Linked DNA regions of Danio rerio: region 2 is linked to region 1. A link is a contact called in public Micro-C data. All regions are on one chromosome and are shown on one strand. Each heading gives the region's core, a stretch centred on a gene start, on an enhancer-like site or on the middle of the called end of the contact. The rest is flanking DNA. Distances are from core to core; before and after follow the strand shown.

Evidence for each region. A called contact is a pair of places that touch in the nucleus more often than the background predicts.
Region 2: a contact with region 1 is called in a Micro-C map of caudal fin, with 4 times the contacts expected there. The contact joins the promoter of mcm3l here to the promoter of ftr63 in region 1. A contact is called at or near these places in 1 of 18 Hi-C or Micro-C datasets (caudal fin) and 1 of 4 datasets of contacts at active chromatin or transcription factors (embryo).

What each region holds. Positions count from the first base shown.
Region 1 is chr20:6,371,795-6,375,996 of GRCz12tu, forward strand. ftr63 (finTRIM family, member 63) reads left to right here and starts at 1,569. Exons shown (of 6, transcript XM_688693.11): 1 at 1,569-2,051; 2 at 3,508-3,603; 3 at 3,714-3,947; 4 at 4,035-4,194. The coding sequence starts at 1,584.
Region 2 is chr20:6,686,009-6,690,457 of GRCz12tu, forward strand. It overlaps mcm3l (MCM3 minichromosome maintenance deficient 3 (S. cerevisiae), like), which reads right to left and starts at 1,993. Exons shown (of 17, transcript NM_001171068.1): 1 at 1,803-1,993; 2 at 1,583-1,695. The coding sequence starts at 1,874. si:ch211-191a24.4 reads left to right here and starts at 2,677. Exons shown (of 4, transcript NM_001277124.1): 1 at 2,677-2,759.

The DNA.
Region 1 (4,202 bases), core at 319-2,818:
TAAAGTTTAAAAGATGCTTGCTCAGCTGTTTAGTTGTCGGCTTATGATTTGAATCCAACGCAGAAGAAAGAAGTTCCTCATACAAAAGGGTTTTTGAGACTCTCCATGTTTGATTTTGATTTTATATACACTATTATGCCGTCAAACTGTTGTATAAACGCAATATCACACGAGTAGCAGTGCGATATAGCTGTATATCAGCACTGGTGGGGGCACTAAGGCAAATAAATAAATCAAGTTTGCTGAAGATAGTTTGCAGTTTCATCAGCAGAAGCCAGCTTCGACACTCGCAATGAGGTCCTTGGCCGCTCTGCTTACAATCACCAATCAATAACAATTACGGTCTCACATAACGTCATACATATAGGTGTTCTAACCTGATTGGTTAAAACACAGATAGACTAGGAAAATATCCACGTGGGGTTTGTGTGTATATTCTGAACAATATCTTAAGCATGGACGTCAGACATCCACTAGACTGATTAGAGCTGACTCCAGACCTGTGAAACGGATCAACAATCAAATAGAACACACACACACACACTTAAAGTACAATCTGTTTCTTATCCCAGGCTGAGTGTACTCTCAGCCGTCTTCATCAAAACTGGTTAAAAACGGTATAATCTACATTCAGGCAGTTATAATCCTTAATACACAAAGTCTATCTTGAATAAAAAGTAGAATCACTTTAAAAGAATTAACCATAAAAATAACATTTTAGACAGTATAAACTAATAGAAATAACAACAGAACTAGTTGCTTCCAGTCTTCAGCCCTCAGTTCCAATCGAGGACTCCGTGACCTCTGACCTAGTTTGGTGGTGTCTGAAAATAGTTTTAAAGAGACAGGCAAATGCACTGAACATTCTTATAGTAAGCCATGCGTTAACTTATTCATCAATTAAAATTCAAAGTTAAATACTCATTCAAATAATCAAATAATTATATTTAATAAAAATAATGAGAAAAGGATAAATGTTGATTCATGCTGAGATGGTTTGGAAGGTATAAATCTAAATCGTTCATTACTAAAATGTTCATAAAAGTCACTTTGTTAAGCTGTAGAGTTGAACTTTCAACATTAAAAGTGGACAGAGCAGAGATCAAGGTCCTTTAATGTCATTCACAATCGCAAATAAACACAGAACACTTGTGAAACAAAATATGGAAACTGTTAAATAACAGTTATTTTTACAGTGTTATTGTGTTTGTATTTAAAAAATGCACAACCCCAAAGGTTACTACTTTTGCAGTCATCATGGTAAGGTTTGTCTGACATTAAAAGCTGTATTTGAGTTTCTCTACCAGTTGAGCATTGAACTGGAGGCTCAGTTTCGTTTTCCCTTTCACTATGTGAACTTTCACATTACTGTTAAGTCACACCCTTTACAGAAGACCTGCCTTCAGTAATCTAAATAACCAGGAAACTATTCTAACTCCATAGCTGAAAACTTCTCACTTGTCTTCCTATTTTTTGAAATGGCAGAAGCCAGTATTTCAGTGGAACATGATCAGTTCAGCTGTTCAGTTTGTCTAGATCTACTAAAGGATCCAGTAACCATTAACTGTGGACACAGTTACTGTATGAGCTGCCTTACAGATTGCTGGAATAAGGAGGATCAGAAAGGGGTTTACAGCTGCCCGCAGTGCAGAAAAACCTTCACCCCAAGACCTGCGTTGGGTAAAAACATCATTCTGGCGGAAATGGTGGAGAAAATGAAGAAAATCTCAGCTGTTGTTCCAGCTGGATCTGGAGATATGCAGTGCGACGTCTGCACTGGAAGAAAAAACAAAGCCGTCAAGTCCTGTCTGGTGTGTATAGAATCCTACTGTCAGATTCATTTCAATCGTCATGAAGAATTTCGCTCAGGAAAACCACACAAAGTGATTGATGCCACTCGACGAATCAAGCAGATGATCTGTCCTCAACATGGGAAACAAGTGGAAATCTACTGCCACACTGACAAGACCTGTATTTGTTGCCTGTGTGCAATGGGTAAACACAAAAACCACAGGATGGTAACAGCCACAACAGAGAAGACAATCAAGCAGGTATACATTTAATTCATTTGTCTTCACTTCACAAAATGATGCCACGTTAAACATGCAAAAAAACATTTTATGCTTTCTGGGTTAAAAAAAAAAGTTATGTTTTTATGTTTATAATTACAAGGTGTCACAGTCATTAAATTCATATTTTCAGTGTTTCATATGGTATTAATATTGTTTTACATTTTAAATTATATATTAAATTTCCGAGTTATGTAAAAATAAATAGTTCTTTACATGTGGTCAACACACACACACACACACGTTTGGTTTTGTGAAAAGCGGGGACATTACATAGGTTTCCATTGATTTTATGCAGCCCAAACCGTATATTATAATGCCCTCACCCCACCCTACCCCTAAACCCAACCATCACAGGAGACTGTGTGCAGCTTTACTCTCTGATTAAACTCATTCTGTGGGAATTATAAGCATTTTGAAAAATGAGGACGTCACCAATGTCCTCATATTTCACCTCCTTTTGTAATACCTGTAATATCTCTGGATGTTTCCCAGAGATGGGTTGCAGCTGGAAGGACATCCGCTACATAAAAACATGCTGGATAAGTTGGTGGTTAATGTCGCTGTGGCGACCCCTGATTAATAAAGGGACAATGTCACGTTTAGCGTGATCAAAACAGAAACAAAAGGTTGCGGATCCAAGTGCAGATTTTATTAGATATTTAGTGCAGTATTAGTGACAAAAAAATACATTATATCAAAGTGCAAAGTAACAAATAAACAACAAAACAAGAAACTAACACAGATAAACACGTACTAGACTTAAGCAAGATACGAGAACAAGATCAGGAACAGCAACTCGGAATATCAGACTTACTGGAAACTAGAGACAAGACAGTCAAGATAGACAAATGACGCGATGACAAACAGAGGTGGAATGATAGAATATATAGTCCAGATAATCAACGGAAAACAGACACAGCTGTGATGGCAGATCAATATTGTGGACCAGATGTAATGCGCTTGGTATGTATAGATTTGTAGTTTTTGGGCGCTGTAGTTCCTACTCAGTGTCCGTTGAACTACAGCGACCTCAGGTGGTCACTGACAGTCATGACAGACTAAGCCGACAAAATGAATGAATGAATGAATGAATGAATGTTGTGGCATTCTGCCATAAGTACTGGCAAGTATGTATACTCATGCTTCAGACAGCAGCTCCAGCAACACTTATATTAGTCACGTAAAGCATCTCTTTTTCTTCTGAGAGTTATAGAAGCAAACGTTTCAGTTTGATTGTGCTGTTTGTTGGATTGGTATATTGCGATTATAGTTACATTTTATTATATATTATATATATTATATATTAAATATTTATATTTTATTATATATTAGATTATATACATAAAATATACCTTGTATATATATTTATATTACATATAATATCAGTAAAGTGATTGGAGAATAATTAACTGATAAAGCATTTTGTGTTTAACAGAAAAATCTAGAACAAACACAAAGAACCTTCAAGCATAGAATCCAGCAGAAAGAGAAAGATCTTCAGGAGCTGAGAGAGGTTGTGAAAAGTCATAAGGTGAGTCAGCTGTAGCCTAATGCTCGTCCACTCAGTGGTCAGCCCAGTTCCATTGACGCTCTCTGTGCGCAATAGCAATAAGAGCTGAATTTTGACGTGTGTCCTAACAGCGATCCACACAGGCAACAATAAAGAACAGTGAGATGATCTTTACTAAACTGATCTGCTTCATTGAAAGAAGCCGCTCTCAGATGACACAGGTGATCAGATCTCGCGAAAACGCCGTAGTGTCTAAGGCTGAAAGACTCATGGAGCAAATGAAGCAGGAGATTGATGAGCTGAAGAGACAAGATGCTGAAATGCAGCAGCTTTTACAAACAGAGCATCATATTCTTTTCCTTCAGGTAGACAAGCAGGAAAGCTTTTTTTTAATACAAATTAACAAACGTAGATGTTTTCAATTGTCTTTATCTGACGTATTTTGTCTGCAGAGCTTCCGCTCTTTCTTTCTTCCCCCTGAATCTACAGATTCTTTCAAGCTTGCCGTCAATACTTACATCTGCTATGACGATATTAGAAAATCTGTCTCTCTCCTACAAAAGAAACTTGAGGATTTCTGCACAGAGACGATAAGCAAAATATCTGGTAAAGGTAAAGCA
Region 2 (4,449 bases), core at 743-3,242, 310 kb after region 1:
GTGTATGGGAGAATGGGGGCAACATGGGGCAGTTACAACAAGACTTATTTCTCCATTAAGGAATGAGCTATGGAGGGATGATATTCATACTACATATTGTCAGTTGGATCCTTCTTCCATCCAAGAGAAATCAGCCATATGTGACCATTTCTTCAGTCTAAAACTCATTTTAGGTATTTAAAAAAAAAAAAAAAAAAAAAAAATAGTTTTTTGTAATGATCAGAAAATTTCTCATACAGCCCAATCTGTTTTTGTGAAACATTATTCATTTGTATAATTTAAATCACTGTTTTCATAGCTTTAAATAGGTATAGCTATCAAGCGTTTGTAACAAGCTATTGTATCTCTCTAGCATGGAATGTTTAATCAAGGTTGACAGAGTTGCTGAACATGCTTCTGTAACTGTCCCCAATTGTTATAAAATTCATTTGAAAGCTTGCCATATTAACAAATGTACAATTTTATTGATCACAGTTTTAATATAATTTGAAAAAAATATTTGATTAATTAATTCATGTCAACATTCTTAGTAGTAGTTTGGTAAAGGTTCAATCTTTCAGTAAAAAAAAAAAAAAAAAAAAAAGTTCAGTTTTTTTAGGCCTTATAATTGGATGTTGCTCGTTTTTTTTTTTTTTTTTTTTTAAGGTTTTGTATTTATATGGCCAACACATTTAATAATTTAACCAATTTTCATTTAGTGGGTTTACCAAAAAATAAAATCCAACTCGAGGTTTTAGATTTTTTTTAAATTATAATTTGAATGAATGTTGCAATTGTCCCTTTCTTTAAGTAATAAATGAAGAATTTATTAACATATCTACACATATTATAGCAATATGGGTGCCTGTCCAACAGAAGTGAGTTTATTGTTTTAAAATTTTGGGGTTCCACAAAAAAAAAATAAAATTGTCTTCGAGAAACTGAAAGAATTGCAAAAAGTGTTGCAACTGTCCCCACTCTCCTCTACAGAGAATTTTCATCACACATCATCAGTCAGCCATATTGGAAACACAGAACGTAAACAATGTGACTGAACTGACTGAGAATCATATTATTTGCTTACTACTGCTGAAAATGATCAATTGTTTTGGGCTTTGCTATTAGATTGTATTAGAATACTGAAAGCCATGTAAAGTCAAGCAGAAGAGAGAAAAAAAAGCTGTCTGAAGAACAAAAAGTGTTTGTGGTTGACCAAACTAATTCACGATTTCCATGGCAAGAATCTTGATAACGTTCATGTTTGTTCTTATAATTTATGCTCAAGCGAGTGTAACATTAGGCTAATCTGGTCAAATGTATCCTTTACCACATGTTAAATCAAAATGCTACACCATATTCTGCTTTAGTAAGTGATTTAGCAGCTTCCATGTTTTTTTTTTTTTTTTTTGTATATTTTAGACAGCAGAGCAACATATAGTACATCAACCATGCTGTTTACACCAGAGTTTCACATGTATCTGGCCACATGTTTGTTACTGACCAAATCCCGAAGAGCAAACAACGTTAAAGAAAAAATCTAAAATTGTCAAAAAAGCAAAATATGAAACAAAATAGACAACTTTTAATCAAATTAATCACTTACTCTTTAGCTCTTTTTTCACTTTTTCTTCTCAGATCATTAATGTTGACAATGAGACGACACTGTCCATCAGACACCATACTCCTGACCTTTTCATGGTAGATGCCCTGATCTTGCTGTAAATTACAATAAAAAAAGATTTAGTTTGACAGACAAAAAACAAAGTTTATACAGTTCAAAATGCCCACAAGTCAAACACATAAAGATTATTCAAATTATTCACATCATCATCCAGAAAGTCCAGATATTCCCTCTGTGACTCTCTCAGCTCGAGGTCCTCTAACCCAGTATCCATTTCTCCTACACGCGCATCAGCATGTGCATTACAATATTTTAAAATAACATTCACAGTTCAACAAAAATCAAATGCACAAACATGAAGCAACCAAACCAAGCTGGTGCAACAGGCCTGACAATCAATTATGTTAATTAGGCTCATTAACTTGAGCATGTGATTATCCAACTGATTTGAATAGAGCTACCCCTATTTCGAACCATGCTTTCATTATGGTAAAAAATATAACAGATAACCATGTGTAGCCTATATCACGTTTTTACTGTAAATACAATGGTTAAACTGTGGTTAGTGTAGCAAAATCATGAATAATTCGTAATTATCATGTTTGTTTGTTTTTTTTTTTTACAAGTAACCATGTTTTATTTGTGTAATGGTAGCTGGACCCTATTAGCAAAATAGATTCTCCTGAACGCTTCTTAAAATGCTCGAGTCAAAAGGACAATGAATGCGCTAGACCCCCTTTGAATTATTCCATTCTTTTATACTGTATTTGAAGCTCTTACAGTGCTCTTCAGTTATTTTACTCCGAGCTGCTTGATACTGTTGACACTCACACATACTGTAGTTGCATAATACGCACATAAATTAGTTCATTTTCGTTTGTTACGACATTCCAGGACGAAGCCTCAGGCTACGGCTCATATGGTTTTATAAAATATTCATTCACGTTTTGGACGAATCTTCCTTTGCTCGGTTCTCTGCAAACAAACTCCTGAAGTGTCTGAAGGCGTTCCTCTTCGGTGACTGACTTTACCATTCAGCAAATAGGATTTGAGTGCGCGCTGTGAAGGCGTGTTTCATTGGTTAGACCTGAACGATTACGCCCCTCTCTATATGTAGTTCCTCAAGCTGGAGAAAAACTGCTTGTTCAGCTCTTATCTGGTAATATATCTAATGTCTGAATCCAATATTTTACATACTAATCAGTTAAGTAAGGGAGCGGGGCACAAAGTAACACTTTTTGGCTTTGGTCAAATAATAAACAAAGGTTTGGGGTTAAACAAACCATTTGTTTTTTTACCAACAAAACACAAGCCTCTCCTACAAATGAGCTCTGGTTGTATAATCGCCGGACTATTGTTTCTTTGCAGTGTTGCCAAAAGTGCCAGGAGTAAAAATGTTACTATTTACCTCACTTCAAGTTGTAACAGACAGGGTTAGTTGTAACACATGCTTAAAAAAAGGCAGATTACACACAGTTTATTTAAAAATTTAAAGTTTACTTTAAATAGTAGCTATATTTTCTCAGTACCTAGCTCAATTTATTTTTTATTCTACACAGCACAGTATGTTTTCCAGAGATGGGTTGCGGCTGGAAGGGCATCCGCTGCGTAAAAACTTGCTGGATAAGTTGGCGGTTCACTCTGCTGTGGCGACCCTGGATTAATAAAGGAACTAAGCAGTCAAGAAAATGAATGAATAGCACGGTATATTTATTTATTTATTGGATAAACACATTTGGATTATACAATGCATTTATTTGTATTATTAGCAGTAAAATATTTTTTGTCTATCAAAAAAAAAAAAATTTCATTTCATTTAAATAGTTCTCAACATTACACTCAAAATTATATATATATATATATATATATATATATATATATATATATATATATATATATATATATATATATATATATATATATATATATATATATATATAGTGTTAGTTTGATTGGTGTCCAACAGTGCGTGGCTTAATTGTAACACTAACTAACTAACCGCGCGGTGTCGTGTTTTCTTCAAAACTGGCTAGCAGTCACTTTGTGTTTTACATCTTTCAAAATGGTTTCATATTTTAGCCTAGAAGATGGTAGTCACAACAATATATTTAAAAAATATTGACTATAATAAAAAATTATTTTAGGTTGCAAAAATGGTTTCTCCGTGTTCTCATCCAAATTTCGCCAAACTTTTTCAATAATTGGCAAGAAGACATCTGCCGACACTGTGGTGAAAACCTCGCAGTCATGCCATGGTTAACCCTGAGCAAGTATACCTTAAATCTCGGTGTTACATTTAACCTCGCGTTACTTTGTGCCTCGCACTCCCCTACCAATGGTTTGAAAATTATAGACAATAAATTTAATCACTTTTACATCAAAAATGTTATGCAGAACCACATTGTTGCCAAAATGTAAACCATTTTATATTTCCTTATTTGAGCAGATTGAGTGGAAAAAAGTTTGGAACTTTGGAAAGTTTGGAAAAGTTTGGTTTTGTTGACATTGGTATGGGGACTGTCATGATTTATATTTATCTTGACTTTGAAAATAAAATTTGATGACAACTTTTTAGAAACAAACATATGAATTAGCTTACATTACTTACTGAATTATTATTATTATTATTATTATTATTATTATTATTATTATTATTATTTCAGTTTCACCTTACAAAAATAATCCATGGGTTGACCAAATGATGATATGACCTGATCTATATATTTAATTATAATTAATTGTATTACATTATAATGCTTGTTTTTCTTTACAAACAATTAAAAATTATTATATTTTATCATATAATTAATAGTTTTATTTGTTACCTTGATGTATTATTTATTTCAGAA